Linked DNA regions of Mus musculus: region 2 is linked to region 1. A link is a contact called in public Hi-C data. All regions are on one chromosome and are shown on one strand. Each heading gives the region's core, a stretch centred on a gene start, on an enhancer-like site or on the middle of the called end of the contact. The rest is flanking DNA. Distances are from core to core; before and after follow the strand shown.

Region 1 (6,510 bases), core at 9-2,508:
GTTTTTCAGGGAAAACTGCAATTTTTCACAACTATAAATTATTTAAGAGAGTTCTACTAAAATGAAAATTTCAAATTTTAAAATGTGATTGTTGTAAATAAGGCAGAATGGGAAAGCAGAACACATGTGCTATAGAAATGCATAGAGTCATGTCATAGAGAGCTGCAAAGACGGATGAGAGTCAGAGAGAATAGAATGCGGTAAGTTAACCAAACCTGAAGATGTATGAAGTCACACATAAAGCAAAACTTTGAGCTAGTTACAAAGTAAAACCTAATTTAAAAAGAATTTAAACAGAATTATTACAGTTTATTATCTATTAAAATCCCTGTGGCAGTTAGGAAGATCCCCAAAAGACCCCAAGAGTATGCAGGTTGTGATCATTGCCCTTGGTTATACTAAAAAGCAGATAGTAAGACCCTATTCCTTAAGACACAGCACACCTTTGCTGCAGGACACAGAAGGGAGGCTGGAACTAAGGTGAAAACTTTCTCCCTACTGTCTGTTCTCCTTGTCTGTATTTCTGACCTATTTCTCACTGGCAGGAGCTGAACTGGGGAAGAAAAGTCAGCAGAGGCCTTTCCCAATTGTGGACCATGCACTCTATAATACCAACTTCCCAGACACAATTTGCATACTGGAGAAATACTGACACAACTATTACAAAGATAAGCAACTGCTAAGTGATTGTATTTGAGGACTTCTTTACAAGAGGGACTCACATGTGTTAGTGAAAACTTATTCAACATCCATGTCTGGGGAGATCAGTGGTCCTATGGCAGAGCCAACTTCTTCTGTTTGGCCCAGAAGACACATTATGGAATTGCATCCTGCATATTTACACAAATAGAATACTGCCATTGTCAGATTATATCTAAGAATCTTCTCTTTGCCCAGAATATTACTGTTTGGAAAAAATTAGTATTGAGTGCTAATATTTAAATGTGACAGCCATGTGACTTTTCCCAAAGCACAGGAAACATTGTGAAAGAGGGGATGGAGAGAATGCAAGAGCCAGATGCTGGGTAGGAGATCCATGAAATGTTATCTGTTAGGTGTGAAATGGTAATGGCACTCATGAGCTTGTGGGGGCTAAGTTTGCCTGTATAAGACCAGCAAAAGATTGAGGCCATAAAAATATTTAACCAAAGATGAGGTTGGTGGCTTTTGGGGCCGAGCCACTCACGTGAGCAATGTTAGAAACCAAGTGATTCTAAAGGAGAGGAAATCATTGTCATCAGCCACCCCTTTTCACTTCCCTATTTCACCACCCCTTTTGACTTCCTTCTGCATCAGTAGATAGCTGCATGCTCATGCCCACATGGAAGGCCTTTGGGTCATAAATGCAGCGGGTCATGAAAAAAAAATATGTCCATATATGATAGAGACATAGCGAGAGACTGAGGGATCTGTGAGGATGGAGAGAAAGAAGGGATAGAGGAAGTATGAATGAACAGATGATATTATGTTATTGTAAGCTTATATGTAGCTGTCAAAGAATGCATAATTTTAATAGGGTATATAGGATGGATATTAAAAACAACTAAATCTAACCTCATAATTTAAAATAAAAAAAGCAAATAAACAAATTCTCTGAAAAATAAATGTGAAAAACACCTTTTCCTTAGAGAGGACTATGATTAACACATAAGATTGAATCAGCAAAATTGTCCTCTTAAAGTGAAGGGCAAATAGATGTGACCTGAGATAAAAATACAAAGTAATAATATTTTGATCATGTTCCAGCCTTGTAGTAATGTTAAAGGAAACTTTCAGAGAAATGGAAAATTGTATAAGCTAGAAAATTAAACTGATATAAAGAAAAGAGCAGTAAAGCAGAATGCCATAGTAAAATAGAGCTTTGTATTTTCTTTGTTTATGTAGTAGACTATAATCTGATCAAAACCACAAAGTGGAAATAATACCACATAGCTACATCTTTATATAAATGAAATGCTTGACAGCACAGTTACAACAAATAGGAAAGAGAAAGCAAAAAGGTTGTCGAATGACCCAGCATTGCTGACAAGCAATAATTTTAAGTGTGTCTTGAACATATTAGAAAACCACCAGAATTTTTAATCTATAACTGATATTACATAAGAAAAACTACAATAAAAAATATTCAATTAAATCTAAAGAAGTCAAAAGAATTTTTTTAAAAATTAAAAAAATCAGATAAAGAAAAGATAACAAAGATCAACTGCCCACAAATAGAAAATCCCCACATGATATTCATATTAAAAGATTAATAATCAATTCAAGGTGAGTTCTCTCAATGCATGAATTTGAAACAGAAATGCGTTGGAATAAAACACAATACTCAACCTGACAACAAAAAGCTGCCAATACTTCACTGTGTGCTAGTTAACATGAAATCAACAGGGTTAGTAAGTGTCCCTTTGCTATAGAGGAAGTGTAAGCTTACCACTGCTAGAATACATGGTCCTTAATTCATGCATATTGTGTAGACCTAAGTTGACTCACTGGGCTTAACAAAACAGAGCACATGTAGCTGGGAAGATAGGTGATATGGATGAGGGAGAAAGTGTATGAGAGGAAGCAAGAAGTGGATTAGATAGAAACACATTGTGTGCAAGAAGAAAATACTCAAACAATTGAAAGGAGGAAGAAAGAGACAACAGTGGATTAACAAGGCATGCAGGAGTATACTGTGTTAATACTAATCAAAAGAAAGTTGGACATAGTGTATTAAAGAGAGACAAAGTAGACTTCAGAACAACAAACTTTCAAGAAGTTAAAAAGGACATGAGAACTATAATTACGTTAATTTAAAAAAAAAAAACAAAAGCCCTTCCTGACGGCCCACTGCAGCACCATGGTCCCTGGCCCGGGGGAGTCTCCGGACACCCACAAAGACCCACACAGGATCCGCCACGGGATCCTAAGACCTCTGGTGAGTGGAACACAACTTCTACCAGGAGGCAGGTTCAAACACCAGATATCTGGGCACCATCCCTGCAAGAGGAGAGCTTGCATGCAGAGAGTACTCTGACCACTGAAACTAAGGATAGATCTAGTCTCCCAGGTCTACTGATAGAGGCTAACATAATCACCTGAGGAACAAGCTCTAACCAGAGACAACTATAACAACTAGCTCCAGAGAATACAAGATGGCAAAAGGCAAACGTAAGAATCCTACTAACAGAAATCAAGACCGCTCACCATCATCAGAATGCAGCACTCCCACCCCACCTAGTCTTGGGCACCCCAACACAACCGAAAAGCTAGACCCCGATTTAAAAACATATCTCATGATGATGGTAGAGGACATCAAGAAGGACTTTAATAACTCACTTAAAGAAATACAGGGGAACACTGCTAAAGAGTTACAAGTCCTTAAAGAAAAACAGGAAAACACAACCAAACAGGTAGAAGTCCTTATAGAAAAACAGGAAAACACATCCAAACAGGTGATGGAAATGAACAAAACCATACTAGACCTAAAAAGGGAAGTAGACACAATAAAGAAAACCCAAAGTGAGGCAACGCTGGAGATAGAAACCCTAGGAAAGAAATCTGGAACCATAGATGCGAGGATCAGCAACAGAATACAAGAGATGGAAGAGAGAATCTCAGGTGCAGAAAATTCCATAGAGAACATCGGCACAACAATCAAAGATAATACAAAACGCAAAAAGATCCTAACTCAAAACATCCAAGAAATCCAGGACACAATGAGAAGACCAAACCTACAGATAATAGGAATAGATGAGAATGAAGATTTTCAACGTAAAGGGCCGGCAAATGTCTTCAACAAAATTATAGAAGAAAACTTCCCAAACCTAAAGAATGACATGCCCATGAACATACAAGAAGCCTACAGAACTCCAAATAGACTGGACAAGAAAAGAAATTCCTCCTGACATATAATAATCAGAACAACAAATGCACTAAATAAAGAGAGAATATTAAAAGCAGTAAGGGAGAAAGGTCAAGTAACATATAAAGGCAGACCTATCAGAATTACACCAGACTTTTCACCAGAGACTATGAAAGCCAGAAGAGCCTGGACATATGTTATACAGACACTAAGAGAACACAAATGCCAGCCCAGGCTACTATACCCAGCCAAACTCTCAATTACCATAGATGGAGAAACCAAAGTATTCCACGACAAAACCAAATTCACACATTATCTTTCCACGAATCAAGGATAATAACAGAAAAGAAGCAATACAAGGACAGAAATCACGCCCTAGAACAAGCAAGAAAATATTCCCTCAACAAACCAAAAAGAAGACAGCCACAAGAACAGAATGCCAACTCCAACAACAAAAATAAAAGTAAGCAACAATTACATTTCCTTAATATCTCTTAATATCACTGGACTCAATTCCCCAATAAAAAGACATAGACTAACAGACTGGCTACACAAACAGGACCCAACATTCTGCTGCTTACAGGAAACCCATCTCAGGAAAAAAGACAGACACAACCTCAGAGTGAAAGGCTGGAAAACAATTTTCCAAGCAAATGGTCTGAAGAAACAAGCTGGAGTAGCCATTCTAATATCGAATAAAATCGACTTCCAACCCAAAGTTATCAAAAAAGACAAGGAGGGACACTGCATACTCATCAAAGGTAAAATCTTCCAAGAGGAACTCTCAATTATGAATATCTACACTCCAAATGCAAGGACAGCCACATTCATTAAAGACACTTTAGTAAAGCTCAAAGCACACATTGCATCTCACACAATAATAGTGGGAGACTTCAACACACCACTTTCATTAATGGATAGATAGTGGAAACAGAAACTAAACAGGGACACAGTGAAACTAACAGAAGTTATGAAACAAATGGAACTGACAGATATCTACAGAATTTTTTTTGTTTTTATCCTAAAACAAAAGGATATACCTTCTTATCAGCACCTCATGGTACCTTCTCCAAAATTGACCATATAATTGGTCACAAAAACAGGCCTCAACAGATACAAAAATATTGAAATCATCCCATGCATCCTATCAGACCACCATGGACTAAGGCTGATCTTCAATAACTACATAAATATTGGAAAGCCAACATTCACGTGGAAACTGAACAACACTCTTCTCAATGATACCTTGGTCAAGGAAGGAATAAAGAAAGAAATTAAAGACTTTTTAGAGTTTAATGAAAATGAAGATACAACATACCCAAACGTATGGGACACAATGAAAGCATTTCTAAGAGGGAAACTCATAGCTCTGAGTGCCTCCAAAAAGAAACTAGAAAGAACACACACTAGCAGCTTGACAACACATCTAAAAGCTCTGGAAAAGAAGGAAGAAAATTCACCCAAGAGGAGTAGACAGCAGGAAATAATCAAACTCCGGGGTGAAATCAACCAAGTGGAAACAAGAAGAACTATTCAAAGAATTAACCAAACGAGGAGTTGGTTCTTTGAGAAAAGATAGATAAACCCTTAGCTAGACTCACTAGAGGGCACAGGGACAACATCCTAATTAACAAAATCAGAAATGAAAAGGGAGACATAACAACAGATCCTGAAGAAATCCAAAACACCATCAGATCCTTCTACAAAAGGTTATACTCAACAAAACTGGAAAACCTGGACGAAATGGACAAATTTCTAGACAGATACCAGGTACCAAAGTTAAATCAGAATCAAGTTAACGATCAAAACAGTCCCATATCCCCTAAAGAAATAGAAGCAGTCATTAATAGTCTCCCAGCCAAAAAAAAGCCCAGAACCAGATGGGTTTAGTGCAGAGTTCTACCAGAACTTCAAAGAACATCTAATCCCAGTTCTGCACAAACTATTCCACAAAATAGAAGTAGAGGGAACTCTACCCAACTCATTCTATGACGCCACAATTACTTTGATACCTAAACCACAGAAAGATCCAACAAAGATAGAGAACTTCAGACCAATTTCCCTTATGAATATAGATGCAAAAATCCTCAATAAAATTCTCGCGAACTGAATCCAAGAACACATTAAAGCAATCATCCATCCTGACCAAGTAGGTTTTATTCCAGGGATGCAGGGATGGTTTAATATACGAAAATCCATCAATGTAATCCATTATATAAACAAACTCAAAGACAAAAACCACATGATCATCTCATTAGATGCGGAAAAAGCATTCGACAAGATCCAACACCCATTCATGATAAAAGACTTGGAAGATCAGGAATTCAAGGCCCATATCTAACCATGATAAAAGCAATCTACAGCAAACCAGTAGCCAACATCAAAGTAAATAGTGAGAAGCTTGAAGCAATGCCACTAAAATCAGGGACTAGACAAGGCTGCCCACTTTCTCCCTACCTCTTCAACATAGTACTTGAAGTCCTACCCAGAGCAATTCGACAACAAAAGGAGATCAAGGGGATACAAATTGGAAAGCAAGAAGACAAAATATCACTTTTTGCAGATGATATGATAGTATATATAAGTGACCCTAAAAATTCCACCAGAGAACTCCTAAACCTGATAAACAGCTTCAGAACAGTAGCTGGATATAAAATTAACTCAAA
Region 2 (6,843 bases), core at 706-3,205, 170 kb after region 1:
GGGTATGCCCAAGGTTGCTGTCAAGGGAACGGAACTTGGTGGCTAAGTAGCACCCTGCTCCTGGCTCGCTGCTCTGCAGTGGCTGTATTGAAAATATGAATTGTGTTTGAACAAGAGGCTCTACTAATTCTTATTACTAGGAAGATAGCATTTGAGCTATCCAGTGCCAGTTCTTCCTTGGAAGACAAAATTTGAAGAGGTTCATCACTTCCTGTTTTAAGCACAATGGCCTTACCCTGTCATCTGTTATTTCTAGATTATTTTGGAGAGGATGTGAAAACATTGGAGTTTGAGGTTCCCAGTTATAACAGTCGCGTGGTTTATGAAAAAAAATATTTGGGCCTAATTCAGGATGAAAGAAAAACAAAATGAGAAATGCAACTTAAAAACATCATTGATTTCGATCTGCTCAGAGTCTGGTACTCTATAAAGTCTTAGGAGTGCTCTGAGAAGCATGAGGTCTCTTGAAGCAGGCTTTGGGGTGGAGGGTGCACTCCATAGCTCTTCACAGCCAAAGCAGGCCTAATTACATACTTTACAGGCCCCCAGCCAAAGAGGAAATGTGGGATTCCTTGCTGCTCATTTATTGCCATTCTCAAGGGAGATCTGGAATATTCCCTGTAACGTGGGGTCCCTTTAAGCATAGTTTGTGTTTCTTGTTTAAATGTATGTTTAATGTTATATAGACACTAGCCTAGTTGCTTCTTTTTGCCTTGCCCACATTTTTCATGGTTCCCTGAGACTATCTGGCAGCTTGGTCTTATTAAATAGAATGAGGCTCTAAAATTCCTATTTCTATTTGTTTTTCACACTGCTCAGAAGAAGAAGAAGATCTGGGAAACGAGAAACTTCTGCAGGAGGAAGAGAAGCCCTATGTTCAGGTTGCTGAGTTCAGAGAGTCTAGGATCTCACTGGAGGAGAAATCCATGTGCCTGTACTGACAAGCTATACTACGGTCCAGGCTAGAAGTTCAGAGACTGCCATAGTGGTACTAGGATAGGACCATGACACATTGTGTTCCCCTTTTACATAAGTTCTCCAATAATAAACACTTTGGTCCTACTCACCAGGTGTCTGTCATTGAACTGCTTTGTGAGCAGCTAGAGATATGATCTCACAGCACTGATAATACATCCACCTTTATCCTAGATTATCACAGGAGAAACCCTGGTGAGTGGCTTGTGCTCAGACAGAGAGAAATGTTGGGTCCAGATTAGCTCAAAGTTAAGTCAGTCAAGCATGCCCAAAACGGGCTGGGTTCTTATATTTAGCTTACTGGATACTTTCCAATAACTTGTTTTATCCCGTGGGAAAAGATGAAGATGTGATAGAACCTCGTTGATAAAAATCAAATTAATCTAAAAAGTTGGGAAAAAAAACAACTTTTGAGAGACATAATAGAAATAGGAAGATGGAGAAACCCACTGGAAAGTATGTGATGTATGGTGCAGAGATCTGAACAGTTTGAAAGAATGACTTCCCTGTCAGGGGTACACAGAGGTGACCGGAAGTAAGCCAGTGAAGCTCTTTCTCCCACAGAGGCAAAGTAGAAAGTTGTCCTACTCCCGATCTTATGCTTTGCCCACAGGTAAAAAGTCAGATAAAAAAAGATTATGTCTTCTCCAGTCACTGACTAGCCAATATTTCTCCTTGATTCTCATATCTGAGGTATCTCGTGCTCCAAGCTGACCACACTCAAAACCAGGTCTGTGCATTCAGCCTGTTGGAGTCAGAGCCTGAACTTTGCTCCAGCACGCACAGCAGAGCCTTCAGCAGAACAGCCCGCAGAGCTTCCGCATATAAACAGAAGGGTTTGCAGTTCCGAACAGGAACCTGTCCACAGCCAGTTTACTAATAGAATATAATCCAAACTCTAGCAGTTAGACATTGGCTGGCCTGCTACAACACAGTAGAATCAGGGCTAACCGCCTTTTCCTGAATGCGAAGGCAGCTGCTGTAGTCTCTGGGCGTTGCCAGTTTCCTTCCCCTCACAAACCACAGCAGTTAAAGCGAGCACTGGCTACCAAGGAGCAGGGAAGCTCGCCACATCCTTGCTAGTGTCTGATAAACACATTGCAGAGGAGGCCTTGTGATCTCCACTTGTCGGGGAGAGCGTTCTGTGCTATCTTAGATTTCTCTCAAAAATGTAGTTATCTACAGAATTTACTAAACTAGCCGGCTCACCACTGGCCTGTCCAGAGGTGAAGGGGCACGGGAAATAGGAAATTTCAACTGCGTGTATCAATAATGGTATTTCATGTAACAACTCAGAAATGACCACATCTGGTCGTGGTGGAGTACACCTCTGATCCTAGTGAAGGGGGGCAGAGGCAGGCAGATTTCTATGAGTTCCAAACCAAACTGGTCTACAAAGTAAATTTCAGGCCAGCCAACACTACTTAATGAGACCCTGTCTCAGAAAAGGAAAAAAAAAAAAAAAAAAAAAAACCACACACACACACACACAAATGGCTTTGTGTATTCTCAAAATATGCCTTTCTTCTAACTGGGGTAGTTTGTTTTTGAACCACAATTCCCTATTCCCACCAAAACAGTAAACTCTCCAGACCCAAAATCAACTGCAAAGAACTAGGAGCATCCAGGGAACTGACTGAAACCCTGGGAGTCTGATCCTGAAGGTGACGCGGGAGCCTCAATGGACCTCAGTGGATGGCAGGAAGTGGGGCAGGGACTGGTGAAGGGCTTTGGCATGGCAAGAGGATGCAGAGAGAAAAAGCAAAGAGGTGAGCAGGGCCATGTTCCTTATCTCCTCATTTCATTCCACCATCTGGGCCAAAGCTACAAAACGGGTGCCGTCAACCTAGGCTGCTTGCTCTGCTCCTACCCCCGGCAAAGAAGTACAAACACTACTCAAGGGTCATAGAGAACATTTTAAAAGTTGGGTGGATATCATGGAAGAACAAGTGGTTTGGAATATCAGTTTCCTGGAAAGATGAAGGGAAAGAATAAAAAAGGAAGGAAGGAAGGGAGGGGGGGGGAGGGAGGGAGGGGGAGGGAGGGAGGGAGAGAGAGAGAGAGAGAGAGAGAGAGAGAGAGAGAGAGAGAGAGAGAGAGAGAGAGAGAGAAAGCACCACATCGAAGAAGAGCTGAAGGTGTCAGGTGCGCTTCGGGCGCCTTGGGAGACCAGGAGACAGAGGGTGTCAGATGGCTGTGCTTAGCTGACTCTTTCTTCCGTTTGATTCAGTCTGGAACTCCAGGCCCATGGAGTGGTTCGTCTCCAGTTCAGGGTGGGTTAAACCTCTCAAGAGACACCTTCACAGACACACCCAGAATTGTGTCTCCTAGGTGAGCCCAAACCCAGTCAGGCTGACACAAACCAAGTTCATATAGCTTCAGAGCTATCAAGTTTTTGATCTTTCAAAAAAAAAAAACAAACAAACAAAGCTGTTTCTTTTTCCTTACAACTTTTCTAGTCTCTAGCTCTCTGTGCTATTACTTCTGTCTCTGAGGTAATGGACTCTAATTCCTGCTCACCTAAAACCTGAAGTAACACTGTTATTCTGAGTTTTTTTTTCAAGGTTCTTACTGTACACATGAGTGGTCAAACTCCCTCTCAGGCCTGTTGGCACTGAGTTCCACAAGCTTTGATATAACATCTAATTTGTTTAGGCTCCGTTGTTTCTGAGTGTGCTATTTGATTTTTACAACTCAGACCTCTGGTTCCAATTCCTAACTGTATCTCACTGGAGTTTAAAACACTTTCCCTGCTTGCACACAGGTGCTACGTGCAAAGACCCTTGAAGAGCCCTGAAACTGTGGACAGTACAGAACTCTGCAGAAACTGCACTTCTTTTCAAAGCTGCCAGGCTCTGAAAGGCGCCTCTGGCTGATCCACACAGCTGTCTCATGCTTCTCTGTGTGTGGTCAGAAGACTTTTCTTGGCACCAGTGTTGGTTCCGAAGTCCAGAATGACTTCTTGCACCTAGTCTAAGGGTAGAAAAATGGACCTTTGTTTGTATCTGGGAAGCTTATCTGCTTGCACTCCATCTCAGAAGCAATGAGCATGTGCCTGTGCCCAGAGGGCAAAGGCCAGTGTTCCACGGCTGGCAACTTGGGAGATGGACAAGCTCCAAATGCATACATTCCCAAGACATTCGAGTAATCCTAACCCACACAGGGGTCACCCACACAAAAGCCAGCCCCTATGAGAACATTCTAATGAAATCCTACAGATCCCAGGTGAGTTGCCAGTTTGGAAGAGCTGAGGTCTTCACACCCAGGGGACTTCATACCCACTCACAATCTCATCTTCATGGGCCTCTTCTGGGTGCTTATCAGAGACATTGAAGGTAGCACAGGAAACCACATAGAATCCTTTGTGACACAAAAAATCAAGAAGGGATCAGAAACTGCTTAGGGAGACACACAGAGCCCTGTCTTCTCCTCAACTTACAAGAAGAAAACACTGGAAGATGGAGGGACAATGTTCACAAAATGCCTGTAGCAAATATTCTTAGCAATATTATTTCATACAATTGAATACTACCAGAAATGGGAAGAATAACTACTGATACATCCGAGAATCTACATAGGCCTCGAGATTATTGCATTTAACCAAATAAAGGTCTACGCTGAGGGTTGCATATGCCGCAGTGCCATTTACATCACACTCTTGAGACAGCAACACTGTGGGGTGGGGATGAGTTTTCAGTGGCAGGTGACAGAGCAGGTTAGCGGCAGAGTAGGAGAATGGGTGCGAGTGGGTGTTTCTTCTGTGGTGCTTATTTCTAACTCTAGATTCAGATTGTTGGCTAAAAGAATCTCAATGGGCCGGGTGTGGTGGTGCACGCCTTTAATCCCAGCACTTGGGAGGCAGAGGCAGGCGGATTTCTGAGCCAGCCTGGTCTACAAAGTGAGTTCCAGGACAGCCAGGGCTATACAGAGAAACCCTGTCTCGAAAAACCAAAATAAATAAGTAAGTAAATAAATAAATAAAAAGAATCTCAATGGAAGACCAAGCAAGCCCATGGTGACATGTGTGCATGTGTGTGCAAGCATGCAAAGACAAAGGCTGCTTAAAGGAAAGTGAGCACTGTATTAGGTCTGTGGCTTAGTTAATGGTGACAGGCCAGTGCTAACTCCCAACTTGGGTTGCCACAGCTGTATTCAGTGGAGCTCTACAGGAGAAACAGCAGACCTCTCTTTGATAGTTGATTAACCTCTCTTTGTCCCATGAGTCTATAATTAAAATTAAAAGTTCTCTTACAAAAGTCACTCAGACTGTCAGACCTGATAACTCAAGAGCGATTTCCATCAATAACACTGATGCTCTAAAGACACATAGATTAGCAGGCACCATCCTTCCCTCAAAGAGCCAATAACACAATGGTATTATGTGAAACCCATCTTCACTAAAAGCCAGGGGTTGAACTCAGAAAGACAATGTGCAGCGTAGGAACTTAGGCCAAAGCATCACTTGATATCAGACATTAAAGGGATACAAATAGGAAAAATCAAATCACTCCCATTTGCAGATGATATGTCATGCATAAGAAACTCCTGAATAATTCGCCAGAAAACTTCTAGAAATGACCAATAAAATTAACTTAGAAAATCAACAGTCTTTCTAGATACCAACAACAAGCTGAGAAAGATAACGTTGAATATACTCCACTCATAATCTCAAAAAATAGAAATTAACCATGCACTATACCCAGTTACATACCTGGGCCTGTGTTCCTAACCAGACCTTCATACCAGAAGAATCTTTGGGAGAAAGTGGACTGGAATAAGTCTCTTAGTGGATCCTTAGGTCATTTGGCGCCATCTGCTGTTGATCTAGGGTTGGCGGGCCCCCCTACTGATACTTTTCCTTCCTCTTACTTCAACGTACCTGTTTTCTACTCTCCTGGTGAATAATTCTCTTAGAATGTTAAGTTACTCTCATTTACACTAAAACGTGATTCGAATTTGCTAATTAAAATGATGAGCGAGAAGCGGACAATGATAATAATTATGATTGACGACGATGTCGACGACTGATTGGTGGTTGTGGTGAGGATGAGAAGACCACCACAGACAAATATGCTACCCTGGCTCCCAGGCCAGAGAGTGTCCGTGCTCTTTGAGTTCTTTGAGTTCTAGAGGTCATCTGACACCATGCTTACTTCTGACACACTTCAAACAATTTAGGACTATGACTATGCATCATCAAAAAGTATACAGGTGTTGTGGCGCATTCTTATGATCCCAGCACTCAGGGGGGTTCAGTAGGGAGGCTTATGAGTTAAAAACTAGTCTGGGAGTCAGGCGGTGGTGGTGCACGCCTTTCATCCCAGCACTTGGGAGGCAGAGGCAGGCGGATTTCTGAGTTCGAGGCCAGCCTGGTCTACAGAGTGAGTTCCAGGTCAGCCAGGGCTACACAGAGAAACCCTGTCTCGAAAAACAAAAACAAAACACACACACATATTAAAAAAAAAAAAACCTAGTCTGGGATGCCTAGTGAGCCTCAAAAACTGCAAGCATGTAAAGGAATAATGCTGGTAGTTTATACTGCCTGCTAGACGTTTCCAGATGTTAGGAGCAAAAAGTTTCAACCTGTAACGGAGTCCGATACCCTCTTGTGGTGTATCTGAAAACAGCGACAGTGTGGTCACATGCATAAAGTAAATAAATCTTCAAAAAGGGGGGATGGGGGAGCTGTGCGGCCAAGCTTTAGAGAGAAGGAAGTACTCTTCCTCTTGAAATGACTTTATGTTCTTAAATTTTAAAAAATGTTGTCATTATTTGACAGTTATATATAATTTGGGCAATCTTATGGATTCCAGTCCTAGTGAACCCTTCTTTCCAACAAGCTCCTCTCTTTTCATATCCTTTGTTTGT

Evidence for each region. A called contact is a pair of places that touch in the nucleus more often than the background predicts.
Region 2: a Hi-C map of pre-megakaryocyte-erythroid progenitors shows a contact between it and region 1, with 5 times the contacts expected there. The contact joins two enhancer-like sites. A contact is called at or near these places in 3 of 484 Hi-C or Micro-C datasets (LSK cells, macrophages and pre-megakaryocyte-erythroid progenitors) and 1 of 115 datasets of contacts at active chromatin or transcription factors (large pre-B cells).

What each region holds. Positions count from the first base shown.
Region 1 is chr6:124,201,078-124,207,587 of GRCm38.p6, forward strand. The region is part of intron 3 of Vmn2r27 (vomeronasal 2, receptor27); the gene reads right to left. Among named protein-coding and RNA genes, the nearest start is that of Vmn2r27, 27 kb to the right of the region's middle. Within about 2 kb of position 1,259, at least 35 of the 459 cell types and tissues checked have an H3K27ac peak or open chromatin away from gene starts, as enhancers often do. A contact at or near this core is called in pre-megakaryocyte-erythroid progenitors, where this site is marked.
Region 2 is chr6:124,373,741-124,380,583 of GRCm38.p6, forward strand. No RefSeq gene overlaps it. Among named protein-coding and RNA genes, the nearest start is that of 1700027F06Rik, 13 kb to the left of the region's middle. Within about 2 kb of position 1,956, at least 133 of the 459 cell types and tissues checked have an H3K27ac peak or open chromatin away from gene starts, as enhancers often do. A contact at or near this core is called in pre-megakaryocyte-erythroid progenitors, where this site is marked.